Linked DNA regions of Mus musculus: region 2 is linked to region 1. A link is a contact called in public Hi-C data. All regions are on one chromosome and are shown on one strand. Each heading gives the region's core, a stretch centred on a gene start, on an enhancer-like site or on the middle of the called end of the contact. The rest is flanking DNA. Distances are from core to core; before and after follow the strand shown.

What was found. Hi-C and Micro-C count contacts between places; a contact is called where the count stands out from the background.
Region 2: a Hi-C map of muscle stem cells shows a contact between it and region 1, with 1.5 times the contacts expected there. The contact joins two enhancer-like sites. A contact is called at or near these places in 1 of 15 datasets of contacts at CTCF or cohesin (CD8 T cells), 6 of 484 Hi-C or Micro-C datasets (Sertoli cells, cerebellum, liver and 2 more) and 1 of 115 datasets of contacts at active chromatin or transcription factors (embryonic stem cells).

What each region holds. Positions count from the first base shown.
Region 1 is chr7:115,213,087-115,220,545 of GRCm38.p6, reverse strand. No RefSeq gene overlaps it. Among named protein-coding and RNA genes, the nearest start is that of Gm34282, 84 kb to the right of the region's middle. Within about 2 kb of position 3,030, at least 140 of the 459 cell types and tissues checked have an H3K27ac peak or open chromatin away from gene starts, as enhancers often do. A contact at or near this core is called in Sertoli cells and muscle stem cells, where this site is marked.
Region 2 is chr7:115,288,408-115,295,866 of GRCm38.p6, reverse strand. No RefSeq gene overlaps it. Among named protein-coding and RNA genes, the nearest start is that of Gm45999, 110 kb to the left of the region's middle. Within about 2 kb of position 4,921, at least 9 of the 459 cell types and tissues checked have an H3K27ac peak or open chromatin away from gene starts, as enhancers often do. A contact at or near this core is called in Sertoli cells and muscle stem cells, where this site is marked.

The DNA.
Region 1 (7,459 bases), core at 1,781-4,280:
TCCCAAGGGATTCCAGTCACGCGAACCCGACTAATTAAGGCTGGAACGATGTCATCTCCTGAAATAGCATTTTAATGACTGATGGCTCCAGTATAAATTGTTATCTCCTGATCCCTCGTTAGGGAGCTTAATTAGATCCATCATAAAACATATTGATCAATGACACTGAGCAGGTCCTCAGGACATTCAGTGTCCCCTGGAATATTGCTCTCATCTCTGTGGCAGGGCTAGGTGGGATGGGTCCCTGTAGCGATCCAGAATTCCACTGTCTCTTTCTCCCTGCCTTCTAGCCTTCAAGCCAGTCTCGGACCAGTCACTGTACAGACCTCTCATGCCTTAGCTGCCTTCCCCATTACCAGTAGTTGAGGATTTCCTTATTCTGCAAAAAGTAAAATGGATCTTGGAACCCCAGCTGTCACTCCCTTGATGCAGCCCCAGCCAAAAGAGTTGTCTGTCAGATGATAGCTTGGGGAGTGACAAACGAAAGAACAAAGAGACAAGGTAGACTGGATTACCCTCCTGACCTACGCACAGTGCCATGTGGAGCTGTGTAAACCCAGCAGCAGAGCCTCGGATATTTACAGCTGAGAAGGCAGAGTTACAGAAATGCCACCCCAAGGAGACATTGTTAGCACCCCAGCTGGAACTACAGCATGGCTTTGAGGAGTCCCAATCTAGACAGATGTGGGTTCAAACCCCAGTCATTTTATACACTTTATAAAATTTTAAGCCAACTACATAGGGTTTTGGAAATTATACTGCATCTATGACACTGGTGGTAACGATTAGGCCTTTCTCTTTGACTTATTACTGAGGTTTCAATGAAATGTCTTTAAGCTAAACAATTTTGGAATGTCCAAAATAGTTCAACAAATACCATTTTTTTTCCACTGAACATCCCACTGTTTCCATTTAGAAGGAGATTGGGCCTGCTTCATGAAATGGGCAGGGATGGTAACCTATGCCATGAAATACTTCGTCGGCAGCCAAAGTAGAAGGTGCTGGTTCCCATGGCATTTATTGATCACCTTCTGTGTACCTGGGTGTTAGTCAGAAGGTATCAGTGACCTCTGCGTGGATAAATCTTATTTAAGCTTTTGATCATTATGGTAAGAATTATTAAGATAAGGCATTGGCATACAATAGTGGTGAAGGTGAAGAGGCCGATCAGGAGAAATGACAAGGAAGGGCCAGCACCCCCAGACTCCCGCACAGACCTCAGGGAAAGACGTTGTTACTGTGGTGGCCCAGTACAATGTTCTAGGCATCCTAGACAGGGCGGGACTGTGTTGATTCAGTGGTGTGGACTCCATAGTCACGCTCACACATGGCTGCACTCTGTGTCTCTGTGTGGATGTCTCTCTGGTGTAGAAGTCACTTCACCAGAGCGGATGAGTCCTCACGTGTGTGCACTTGGGGGCCTTTTCTCTTGCAGTAAATGTAGCTTAAAAGCTGGTGACGGGGGCTCTTCCTGAACACCAACCACAGCACATCATTTTTCTTTCAGGGAAAAACGCTAGAAATTAACCTGCAAGGGGCAAGTCTCTCCTTTACTTCCTCTTTCTGCCTTCTCTTCCTCTGTGTGCGTCTCCCTCCATCTCTGCCGTTCTATTTATAGCTTAAGGCTTTCATGTTTTCACACTTAGCATATAAACGTCCTGTCTTACATGAGAGAGGGAGCACAGAGTGGCTCTGTAATTAGATCAGCACTCTGTTCCAACGGCACATGCTCGCTCGGGCTGGACATTGTTCCCTGCTCCACTCCCACCAGCAGACGTCACCAAGCCTCAGAATCCTGCCCGAACCCCTCCTTCCATGTCCCTTTTAATCCCTAATGACAGTCCTCCAATATGACTGTCCCCGGCTCCCTATCTGGTCCTCTTCTGCCACATTGGAGGTGACTTCAGTGTGCTCCACCAGGGCTCAGAAGAGCCTAGCTCTCCACTCTGATCTCTATGCAGAGTGGGAACCATCCCTGCTTGTTAAGGCCATCAGAATGACAGCCCACAGGGACAAAGCTCACCCCTCAAACTCGCTAGGTCCCCAGTCCCTAAAAAATAAGAAGACACAATTATAAAGATTTAAATTAAATGGAAAAAATACAGGAGCTAGGAAATGAGGCTTCATTTCCAAGCCCTCTTGATGCATGTTAGCGAATATTGTTGAGAACAATTAGGGCTGTGTGAGTGAGGGGTTTTTCCTCACTCGCTTGTCAGGTCAGAAGACAATCTGTTTATTTTCCTGATACAATTTTATTCAATAAACTGAAAGGATGGGAGCCGGGAAAGGGGATATGAACAGGATGTGTGCCATCAATTTGTCAAATAAATAACCGTGCTTGGAAACAACAGATTTTATTAATTAGACAGGATGGTGTATTATTACCATTAAAGTGTTATATTGCATTAATTTTTATATTTTACTCGGCTACTAATTACTGTAAAAGATTTCGGGAATGAAGCAAAATAAAATCATGCAGCATTATACATAATGTAAAGATAGCGTGAATTAATTTGCCCACTGATCGAGAGAGAAAGATGCACTGGGGCTGTCTGTGCTTCCTTGGCTGGCCTGGCCCGGGAGCCCCGGAAGCAGCCCTGTTGTTGGCAGGCAGAGGGGTGGGAGGTGAAGGATGCCTTGAAGCCTGGGGTTTGAGGTCAGGCACTGGACTACTGGCTCTGTAACCTTTAACAAATACTCACCCAGAGATCTCCGTGTTCAGTCTCCACTTGCCTTATGGCAACTGTAAGAGTTTGCCAGGAGAGAGAGAGAGAGAGAGAGAGAGAGAGAGAGAGAGAGAGAGAGAGAGAGAGAGAGAGAGAGACTCTTTCAATGTGGGAGGGGTGGAAGGGAGGATGGCAGGATTTGTGCAGGTGTTAAATGAAAGAGTATTCAGAGGTCTAGATCCAGCCTGGGTAGGCTAATGCCCAGGTCCTGGTAGAGCCAAGAGGCCAGGTCCTGAGAGAATCATATTTGCAGCTTCTCAGCCACTGCCCTGCTGGGACATACTGCATCCAAGTGGTGCAAAGCTGGCTGCTACTAAGGTCAAGACAACAGCGCCATGAGATCCTTGTTGTAAGTGCAGACCAGAGGTCTGGATAAAACAGGTGTCTCCCCCAGGGAACCCCATCAGGCATTGGTACCACGGGAAGGAAAAAGCACACCTCACTTCTGTGCAGCCAGACGTGAGCTATATGGATACAGCCATGTCCCCCTGAACAGAGGTTTATTCTTTAGCTTAGAAAATAAAAAGTAAACTTTTGTGCTCCCTCCGCGCTCCCCTCTCCCACCAAACAACAACAAAACCAGGTTGTCTGCCCAGGCAGGGGAATCCACGCCTGGCACAAGGTCTGATGGGGGAGGCAGGATGGGTTGGGCGCTCTTTGGGAACTCCCCATGACTACAACGCTGCAGGAGCCAATGGAGCCCCCACCCGCAAGATCCTCGCTGACCTGGGCAGTGCGGCCCACTCCCCCCCCCCCCCCCCCGGGGGGTGTGCTCCCAGGCGCAACTCAAGCCCAGCCGCGTTTTTCTGCAGGCTAGGTCTCCATAGCCAGGGCCCAGGAGAACCCACATTTCTCACGACCTACTGCCACCTACTGTCCATAGATGAGAACTGCAAGCCTCTTGGAAGTGTCCTTGGGGAGCCAGAGCAGCGACTCTGGGTGCATCTGCTTAAAGCCTCAGTTTCCAGAGTGTTCCGGAACTGCGTTGTGTGGGAACAATTCTACCAGACCTCTTGAACCCTTGTGCTATATCTTACTTGGGTGACACCTGGGAGGTCTGAAAAGGTTTCCCCTGGGGTTAAAAGGTTCCTCAGAAAGGATCAGATGTAAAATTTACAGTGAATGTTCCCATTTCTGATTCTCCTGGTTAGACCTTAATCTGTGCTGGAGTCTGACCTCCCTGACCAGGGCATGCCTTCAACCTTTTTCTCTTTTACTTGCCCTAATGTTACTTTGTCTTAACTATTACACGTGTTGTTTGGGCCCGAAGTCCTGTCTGTAGTAGTAATTTAAAAGTTGAAGTCGTATGTGTTCTTGTCCTACTTCCCAAATAATTGACACAAAGATCTATTAAGTTGATTACCAAGCTTTAACCTCTGTGACTTGGCAGGTATTCATCTATTCTAACAGTCTAAGCTATCTGTTGCTCAGCCCCAGGGCCCTTTACCTTCAAGCTGAGTCTCACCATCTTGCTCTGGTCCGAGCATTGCCTATGTCTGTTCTCTCCTGGTGAACTGATGGTGAATCCCTCAGTGACCTGCTCATCAGGACTTCTTCTGGACACACTGTCTCAGGGTTTCTCCACGTAGTCTCTCTACCTTCTTTCCCCGTGGCCCTTCTCTTCTCTCTTTCCTCATGGTCTTTCTCTTAGGTCTCTCTTTCTGGAACCAGATAAAACTTCAGCTTGAAATTACTACTGCATCTGATTGCACTCTGGCTGGCCAGAAGTTATTTAACCCTTTTTTTTTTTAAAAAAATACTCAATATTATTCATCTTTAAATCTAAAACGACCATGCTTTCCATACAGTTGGTCATAGTATGAAATGAATGACGATATACGAAGGACCAGGAACGAGCCTGGCATTCAGTAGATGCTTTACAAGTGCATAGTAAGGGATTATTCAAGGCTCCAATTATCTGCATACTATCACAAGATTTCCCTTCATCTTTTAGCTCCCTAAGTGCTAAAATCATTTCAGAATCAGTCACGCTATCAATCATAGCTACTTGCACAGGAGAAAGTAGTACCATGTATCTATCTATCTATCTATCTATCTATCTATCTATCTATCTATCTATCTACCTACCTACCTACCTACCTACCTACCTATCTACCTATCCATCCATCTATCTGTCTATCCATTCAATAAATGTTCTACACACAATGCTCTGGGGTTAAAAGGGTGGAACTGAAGACTGAAACTGAAGACTGAGACCTTTCATTCACAGAGTTTATAGGGTTAAATGAAGACAGAACAAATGAGTCAGGCATGGGGCCACATTCCTACAATTTCTGCACTTGGGAGGCAGAGGCAGAGGGTTGTAGGAAGTTGGAGGCCAGGCTGGTCTACATTAAAAATTCAAGGCCATGTAGAGAATGCAAGGGGCTATACAGTGAGTGAGATTCTGTTTCCAAAACAACCCCAACAAATAGATGTACAGATGAAGTGAATATTAAAGCAAGAATATCCAAGGTATCTGAAAGAAGTATGGGGTGTGGGGTGGGCCTTCTGCAGATGGGGCCAGCATAGGGCTCTGAATGAGAGGTGTCTGTGTCGAAGGTGGTCTGATGCAAACTTGAAGTATGAAAGAGGTAAATGGTGGCTTCCTGGGGTATACGGAGGAGCCTAGCTATGAAGGGGAACAGGCACATGATCTCAGTCTTGCTGAATGTGTGCACATACAAGTCAAAGCCCAGAGGTCTGCATTCTCAGAGGGAGGGGATGGTATTGCATGCAAAGTACAGTTCAATAGACCTGATTATAAAAAACAAAAGATGAAAGAAAAACAAACTGGACCAGGTAGTGATGTGCTCTGTTAATAACAGCAATATGGAGGCCAAGAGAATCTGGAGTTTATAGTCAAGCTGAGCTACATGGCAAGACCTTGTCTCAAAGATTAGCAGTTGCTGGAGGAGAGAGATATCTTTTTCTTCCGTGGTGTAGTCACTGGTAAGTGCCCAAGCGCCTGTAAAATAACTGCTCAAACCCATGCTCCTGTAAGCAACCCTAATTAAACTCATTAGTTTACACACACACACACACACACACACACACACACACACACACACATACACACACACACACTCACACACACACAGAGGCATGAAGGTAGGTAGGAGTTAGTTGCATGAAGTGAGATAGGAATTTGGGGACAAGATAAGACATACACATATAAAAATGTCATAATGAAACTCACTGTGTTATATTTAGTTCTTTAAAAAAGAACCCTAACCAGCAGAGTAACTAAACAAACAAAGAAGTGGGAAAGACTAAAATAAGGTGAGACAAGACATGGGAAGAAGAGACAGGAAAAAAGAAAAGAAAGAGAAAGGGAGAGATGGAGAGTTATGAAGTGAAGAAGGCAAAGAAGAGGGTCGCCAACATCAGCCAGAGCTGACGTATAGCCCAAAAAACAGGGAAGATCTTGATCCGCCTGGAGAACATGGGAAAACCCAAATGGACCAAGCTTGGTGAGGAAAGGACACCAGCAAGAGATAAGGTAGGGCCGTGGCCTTCGGAGTTTACTACAAGGACCTTTGATTTTCCGTAGAGTCCTGAACTCTCAAGCAGCCATAGGGCCAGCCTCATCTTGGACAAACCAGTATCCTGTACTGAAAACGTTCACAGTCTGTAAGTGCAGTGGTCACAATGAGCAGAGAGCCATCAGAGAAGGCTGCAGTGAGGATGGCTATGAAGGTACCTGAGGGATACCATGGATGCTCATGGATTATGGACAATCTGTGCATTCTGAGGGTCCTGCTCCTTCCCGGCACCACCAATCAGCTTGGAGCAGAGATGTCAGACTTTGGATGGCAGGTGATGAGTGGAGAGAAGGAGCAAGGGCGAAGCAAGGACACCCCCTCCACACTGCTCAGTTCCGTGTTCCAGGGTTATAGACTATTTTTCTCTGTCTCATAGAACAAACACCTCACAGTGTGTAGTTACACGTTTATGTTCTATGCGCATCTGTGCAGTGTCTAATTTTCTGAGGACTGCATGCTCTGTGTGAACCAGGGTGGATTATGCTTCTAACACCTCTGCATCCCTAGACCTGGCACTTAGGAGACACTCATATAACTGAATTAATGAATAGATGATGAATGAATGAAACAATCTACTTTTCTTAAACTCGGACCCATTCCCTTCGATTATCAGCCAAGAATTCACATTAGTCATCCTCTCTTAAGCTTCTCCAACATCTTCATTCTAAGATCAGCCCCCCCCCATGATTCTTTTGATTTTGATGCCCCCCCATAAACATCTGCATGAAATTAAACATCACCGGATTTGTACTGTTTGATAGGTGTTCTAAATGCAATCTGCCAAAACGGGGTCAAGAAGGACTATTGCTCCCACCCACCAGATGAGGAGCCAGGCAGCTGAAGAGGTGAGGTGACTCATCTGTGTCACAGCTCTGGTGTGGAAGGCACTCAGTTCAGTGCCTCTTGTGGGTCTAATCACATGACGAGACACAACAGCGGCTCTGCTTGATGGGTCTCCCCCACTTCCTGCCTGGCACACTGAAGGTCCTAAAGCCATGTGAGGGTATTTTTCAGAGAGCAGCTTGGGAAGAGAGATGGAGGCTCTCTGTGATGTGACTGTCCCTAGAGGCATCTACTCCACTTTTGCTTCTAGCAGCCATAAGGCAAATGGAGAATGTCAAAGAGACTTACAAAGCTTCCAGGTCGGTCCTCTGGGTAGTGATCTGCGAGGGCTTGCTGCAGGCCTTG
Region 2 (7,459 bases), core at 3,672-6,171, 73 kb before region 1:
CAGAAGCAGACAGACCCTAAGCACAAGTCACTTATTTGGGAGGGAGGTACAGAAAATATCCATGGAGATGTGTGAAGGCAACAAAGTGTAAAATTGGAGGTTTATTCTACAGGGATGCCAGGTGAGATGCAAGGCTATGCCTTTGAATTCTCCTACAGAACATGAGGATCTGGGGAGTTCCACGATGTTCAGACTCTGGCTCTTGTGCCTGTCCTGTGGGTGTCTGGATGCTACTGCTTTGCATAGCTGCTGATGGGGTGCATGCTCAGAGACTGGGTTTGGAAGCCAGCTGGGCCGATGGGAAAGTCAGAGGGATGTGTGCAGAGGCACTTCCAGCGACTACCAGAGACCCCCCCCTCTCAGAATTGCATTTTGAAATGCATAAAATAAAATACATTGGATTACAAAGCAAGCCAATTATATTGAAATTCAGTTCTATCCACAGACCCCTTGGGGGGTCCCTAGATTAAGAAGGCCTGCTAGGATTTCTTTTCAACATGAAATTATATGGTTTTATGACCTATGAGTGCGGATTGTGTTACTCTGCCAGGAGGTGGCTGAGTATAGCCTTGTCTGGTCTAAGTAGAAATGATTTCAAAGGAAAAATGTGCTCGCCCAACCTGACAATCCCCTGCAGCCTGGGGACTATAAACGGTACTGGTGGACTCTCTCACTCTCTCTTTTTCTTTTTCATGGTGTTTGTTTTGGTTTGTTTATGTTTCTATGTTTATAATATGTTCTTTGTTAGACCTCAAAGCATGCCGAGGGACCAATTTGCCCAGTATCGCCCTGGCAGTAGCTCTTCTCCCTCTCCGTTCTCCCTGGGGACTTCCCCCTGAAGGTAGTGTTTCTAAAGCACTATGAGGTTCCCATGAAACTGCCAAGGGCCAGGATCCGTGATGTGGCTTCCTGGTAGCAACAGGTGGCTGTGTGTGACATACTGGAGCGGTAGCCCCACTGGGAGCTACATGCCACCGCTGCACCATCCCACCTCCTAATGTGACTTTGTGGCTCTGTTACTCACAGCTAAATTACAGTATTATGACTTCATTGTTGAGTCCCAATTCTCCTAATTATAGCCTAGAGATCTATTATTTGATTTGGTAACACCACGTGCTTCTTTTCTAAATCATGTAATCTCTTGTAGCTTATTAATGTCAGGTTTGCGCACACGCAGGGACTTGGTTGTTTGCCAGGCAGAATCAAATTTTTAAATTTTCGCTGTGTTATGTTACAGGGCTTTGCTTGTTACAATCTAATTATATTGGCACTGAAATACCGAAAACCAATTTATATTAGAAAGCACTTTAACTCTTTCTTTGGAGTGAATTTACATGCTTAAGTGTCTACCACACCATTGGTCTTTTTCAGTTTTTGTTTATTTGTTTTTCTTTTTCTTTTTTTTTTTCTTTTCTTTTTTTTTTTTTTTCCTCACTGAGAAATTCCTTCTGGGGAAGAGAAGAGCTGAACAGACTCTTCCTATGGAAAAGTCAGTGTTCGTGCAAGAACAGAGACCGGGGCCTTTCTGTAACTTGTCTGAAGCACGAGGTAGCAATTGTACCCACTGACCAACCAGATTTGCTCATTGCTGTGGAAAGCACTTATCATAGGTGCCCAAGCACCTGATGGTTAATATCCCTGGAGCTGATCTTAGTTCCACCCCCTTCCATGCCCCTTCTTTTGTTCAGATAGACTCTCTTTTCTGGGGCATCCAAAGTCTTGGGGACCAAGAAGGAACTGCTGTCCATACACATCTAGTGTAGGTGACCCCTCATCCTCCTCTCCTGTCATCTCAGGAGACTCCTGGGCCATACTGCCTTCTTGATTGCCCCTGGCTTTGACTTCCCTTTTGCCACATTCTCCCTTCTTCTTCCTTAGTTGGTGTGTGTGTGTGTGTGTGTTTGTGTGTGTGTGTGTGTGTGTGTGTGTGTAAAAAGTCAAGAAGGCAACTGCCGAAGTCATTAATTGTGATGCTACCCATCTTGTTCTCTGAGACATGATCTCTCACTGGCCATCCAGTAATCTATAGTGATTCACCTGTTTCTCACCTACCCTGCCTCCAGCTGGAAAAGTACCCACCATGCCTGTGTTCTATAGGTGGGCTCTAGACTGATCATCCTCGGATCCTTATGCTTGCTTGGCAAGCACTTTACTGATTGAGCCAACTCTTCCCTCTGCCTTCCTCAGTCTTCCAGGTAACACACTCTTGGGTCTGTCTTGATATATATAGGTAGAGAGGAAGAGCTTTTCTTGGGTAGGAAGGAACTCCCAGAGGGATGCATAGTGGTAGAATAAGAGCAGCTGCATTTATCACAGAAGATCTGGATAGAAAAACATGAATGCTTCAGTGTCCTCTTGCATATTTTTAATAGATCCTATAATCATTTTGAGCCCTAGTCAACCTCATTTGTTAAACGGCTATAGTTATAGCTACACACCGGTTATTTTCCAGATAACTGATGGAATGACATCTTTAGAACACTTTATGGGTTTCTGAGAGCAAGAAGCACCCATGATCATCTCCTCATCTCTCAAAAGTATGTCCTTCTTGAGGTCATCTTCTAGGCCTGTGTGACTGCCCAGCTGAAGACACTTGCTTCTCTGTCTCCTGGAGTATACTGGGTCCTGCACAGCATGGCTCCTGGTTTCCACAGCTGGAATATATTTTTTTTCCTGAACTGTAAACTTCCTGTTGTCTAGCTGGGACTCTATCAACCAGCTTCAAAGACCCTCTCAAGACATGTACCCATGAGGCATGTTTGTAACTGCAGCAGGCAGAGATTCACCCATGGACATTTCCTGAGGAGAATTATGTTGGTGATCAAAGCCATAACTGATCCCTGAGTCCTTTGTGTGTTTCATCTGTTTATTTTTATTTTTATTATGCATATTTCTAGCACATTCTGAAATGTGTTGCAAACACTATAATGAACGCCTCCATCCCTACCACAAGCTTTATCAGGTTTTCACATGGTGTCATGTTTGTGTCCCTTCTGTTCTGGTAGTTTCTGCCTCTATGAACTCCTCTTTGATCCATTTCTGGCCCCACTTTTCCCTGAGGGGACCCTGTCTTGTGTCTGTTTTTTATCAAGTCTATGCTAGTTTTTATGCTTTTGTACACAGCTTATTGTTCTATGGTCTGTTCTATAGTCCTCAGTTTATCTTACAGTAGCGTCCAGCACAGAGGATAGATCCTGACAGTCCCCCACTTATTTATCTCAGCCTCAGTATCTCTGTCTGCAAGATGGGCTCTAATGCCTCCTTTGAGGATATAATTTATATACAGCATATTGGGCTTAGAACTCAGCACATGAAGAGAGCTCAAGAAACATTTGTTCCTTTTGGCTGGGATTCTATGTAAAATTCAACTTAAAGGTGTCAAACCTTTCAGTTCTCAGCAGGTTTCCTTTGTTCTCCTTGCTTTTTATTTGAGAGAGTTTTCAAATATGCCCAAAGACAGAGAGGTTGGTATGGCCAGTCTGACCAGCTCTAATAATCAGATCGTCTAAGCTCTTCACAATTGAAGTCCCAGCTAGTTCTCAGGTAACCCATCTATCAGAAAGGCACTTGTTTTCTGCACCTGAATTCTGCCACAGTATGAACATGAAGGTGATTTCGAGCCTAGAAGGGACCATGGCCTGTTGCACACCGTGACTGTGCAGAGGACCCTGTTTGTCCACACTGGGCTCCTATCCCATGGACCCTGTAACTTACTGTTTTGTAGCAATAACAGCTAGGGGATGTGGCTACTCCAGTGCTACCGTGAAGCGAACGGTCCAGTGGTCTTGTCTCCCTCACACATACACTGTGGCACACTTACCTCTCTGGAGTCCCTACTCTCAGAACACTAACTCCTCTCCTCTCTGGTCCCTGAAACCAGCACTGTGGCACAGTAGCTCTAGGAAAGGATCACGGATTGGGAAGGAGCTGTCACTGACCAGCTGTCCCTTTAAACCTCTGGGGGTAGAGTTTAGTTTGCAGATGGAGTTACTGAAACAAGAGCCAGGCCCTATGGGAGGTGAGGTGGCACTGAGGATAAATTAAGTTCATGTAAAATTCTTCGCATCTCTCAGTTCAGTGCTAAGTTTGCTGTCAACCAATGCTCTTTTTTTCATTTCATACTCATGCCTGATCTAGTTATTATCTCTACTTGCAGATCAGGAAACTGAGGCAATGTGTCCCAAATTACACAGCTGGTAAGTAGAAGGGAGACTGGAATTTGACCCAGACTTGCTTTCTTCATCATTGCTCACATCTGCATCTTTTCTCTAGAATTCCTTAGTAGACCCTCCAAGAAATAGAGGTTCAAATACCTAGGCTTTAAGTTTAACTCATGTCTAGGCATGGTGGGATCCTGGAAGCGCAGTGAGCAGTCAGACAATGCAGACATTTTAGTGGGAGATGGTGGCCCACAAATGAGCATGGGGACCCATTAAGCTGACATACCACCCGACAAATGATGAGGGACTTTTAAACAATCCCAGCCTACTAAGAACCTGGTATTTACATAAGTGCAGATTATGCGGAGCCCTGAATAATTTGCTACCTGCTCCCTGTTAATGTGTTTGTGAGCACTGGTGAGAAGCTCATTCATTGTAAGCGTCTATGGGCTAACTGTGCTGTAAAGCAAGCTGACAGCACAATGCACACCTATAAAAGCGTCTGCTAACTGATGCAATCTAGGAGGAGCGCATGCAAATGAGCACAGGGATAATGGGTGAGATTGCTGGGATGCTCAGGACCCTTATCTGAGCAAGTTTTATGTTCCTGTCCTCAGGTAACCCAGCAGAAATACAGGCTACTGTGACAAGGGTGAGTCTAACTGCATTTGCCATGGTGATAGTGCAAGGTCATACACTGAGGCCCTGTAATCAGAAATGTGTGAAGGCCGTGGCCTGACAAGGCTGAAATCCATTAGTTACTCCATGCTCTGAATGCCCTTGCTGTCTTGCTCTGGGTCCTGACTCCTCCATTCAGGCGCTCAACTCCTCCCCTTCTGACTTTATTGGGAAAAACCCTTCCTCTTGTGTTCTGGGAGCCCTGGCTCCTTTTCCAGAGAAACTTTGATTTTGTGAGTAGTTCCTTTCTTCTTGCCTAAATGTGTGCAGAACTCAAAAGCTCCCTTGGGTGTGCTCTCCAGAAATGCACAGTTAAGAATGCAAGCTGTTGGGAGGCAGCAAGCAAACTGAAGTCTCACTGCAGGGTAGACACACCAGGTATGATGCAAGGGGAGGATTTCAGGACCCACCCCCCCTGTATCTCTGTCTCTCCTTCATTGAATATTGAATGTGGTTCTCTCTCTCCCTCTCCCTCTCCCTCTCCCTCTCTCTTCTTTTTTTTGGGGGGGGGGGTGGTGGTTTTCTTTTTTTGTTTTTTTTTCGAGACAGGGTTTCTCTGTATAGCCCTGGCTGTCCTGGAACTCACTTTGTAGACCAGGCTGGCCTCAAACTCCAAAATCTGCCTGCCTCTGCCTCCCGAGTGCTGGGATTAAAGGAGTGTGCCACCAACGCCCCGGCCTCTCTCTTTTTAATGAAGGCAAATGTCTAGGGAAAAGTCCATTACTGAAGTACAGAAGACCAAGAGAATATGTGTTTGCTTATGTTCCACAGTCTGCACAGGGATTCCTTCTCCATGAGGATTTTTTTCAAGACCTCCAATGATGATTAAACCTACAGACAGACACTACTCTATCATGAATATTCAAGCCAGCATCTCTTGCATGAAAGCCCCAGCTCTGGAATGCTCTGAGGACAAAACTTTTTCAAGTTCCAAAGTGACGTTCAAAGTTTCACAGTTTCTAAAGTTTGCAAATATTTCACAATCCTAAAAAGTACAAAATCAGAACCATGTCTGGTCCCAAGCAGTGTTAGAAAGGGATTCTAAAACTTAGTCGATTTTTTTCCTATAAAATTACATGTATGTCTGTGGTGAAGTTTAACTTATTAATTAGGCACAATTAAAAGATTAATAATAGTTAGTGGTAAAATAGAACAGTTACCACGGTATGCTGTAATAAATGTAAAGGCAACATACTGTACTAATGTTTCTTGGGGTAGTATGACATGATCAAATCTCCATGTGATCAGATGTGAGATGACAAAGACATTGCAACATAGTGGTAGGTTGCTACCTAAGAGTTACTTGAACACAAGCATTGTGATATTTCACGAGTCATGTCGGGTACCAAGATTATTTTAATGATCAGTGGAAGAGTAATATATACAGCGTGGATACTGGAAACAAAATAGATTGATGACCTGGGCAAGTCAGAAAAATGAAACAAGGTGTCAGTTTGGCAAATGACCTAAAACATGATTTACTTTTTGCAGTTTTCAATTTAACATTTCCAGGCTGTGGTTAGTAACTGCAAGGGCAGATTCTGCATATGGAAGGTCTACTGCATTCCTAGGCAATAGTTGTAGAATCCCGATAAGTTCACTTTTTCTCCCATCATCCTGACTTCATCTTTTCATGCTCAACTTCCTCTTTAGTAACTTTTCTTCTTTTCACAGCCATGGGTGAGAGTTATCCTGAAGTGCATCAGAAAGGACGTAGAACTAATTCAGGGTGGAGAAGTGGGTGGATATGCAATACGTGACAGCAAATACTGTGGAATGGTTGCGGGTATAAGGATGTTTGCCATCTAAGTCTTTCAACTTTTGGGGCATTAAATGTTTTCATCATAAAATGTTTAGGAAATATGTCAGGAAGAATCTGGCCCCACTTTTATAAGAGTCTTCCAAGGGAATAAAAAAAATGCCTTCTAAATAACATTTTGGAGTTTTGTCCACCATTCCTCACAGCACACAGCTGACCTATACAAGCTCTTGAGGATGTTCGCATTCAGGCGTGCATTGCACACATATCTTTATTGTCCTTTCAAGGTCTTGGATTCTGTACAAGTTTATGTTTTATGTCTCCAAGTGGAAAGATCTTAGGGTAACTATGAAAATATGCTTCTGTGGGCTGAGACTCCTTCCTTTCCCGTCCCTCCCTTCCACTCTCCACTTCCTTTCTATTTCCTTCCCCTCCCATTTGCCTTTTGCTTTTTGTCTAGTCTTCTTCCATATCTTCTTTGCTCTCACATATACAAGACTGCATCAGTCACAAGCAACCATAAAGATGATTCATATAAGTAGAGACTAATCAAGTAGATGACACATGATTGCATAAGCAACTTCAAATAGAACCATCTGAAGGGGCCATGCAAAAGAGGGTCCATGACGGTTTCTCAAAAACAAAAACAAATACAATAACAACCCCCACCTCAAATGATGCTTTTGAAAGAGCAAGGGGTTCACTAGGCAGACTGGGAAAAAAAGTACTTTAGCTCCATGGTCCTAGAAGCAAAAGCATGACCTCAATGGTCATATTTCAGAATATATGTAAAGGTGGAGGGAGGATGGGAGAGAAGGCTCACGTTACACTGAGACAGAACAACAAACCTGAGACTTTAATG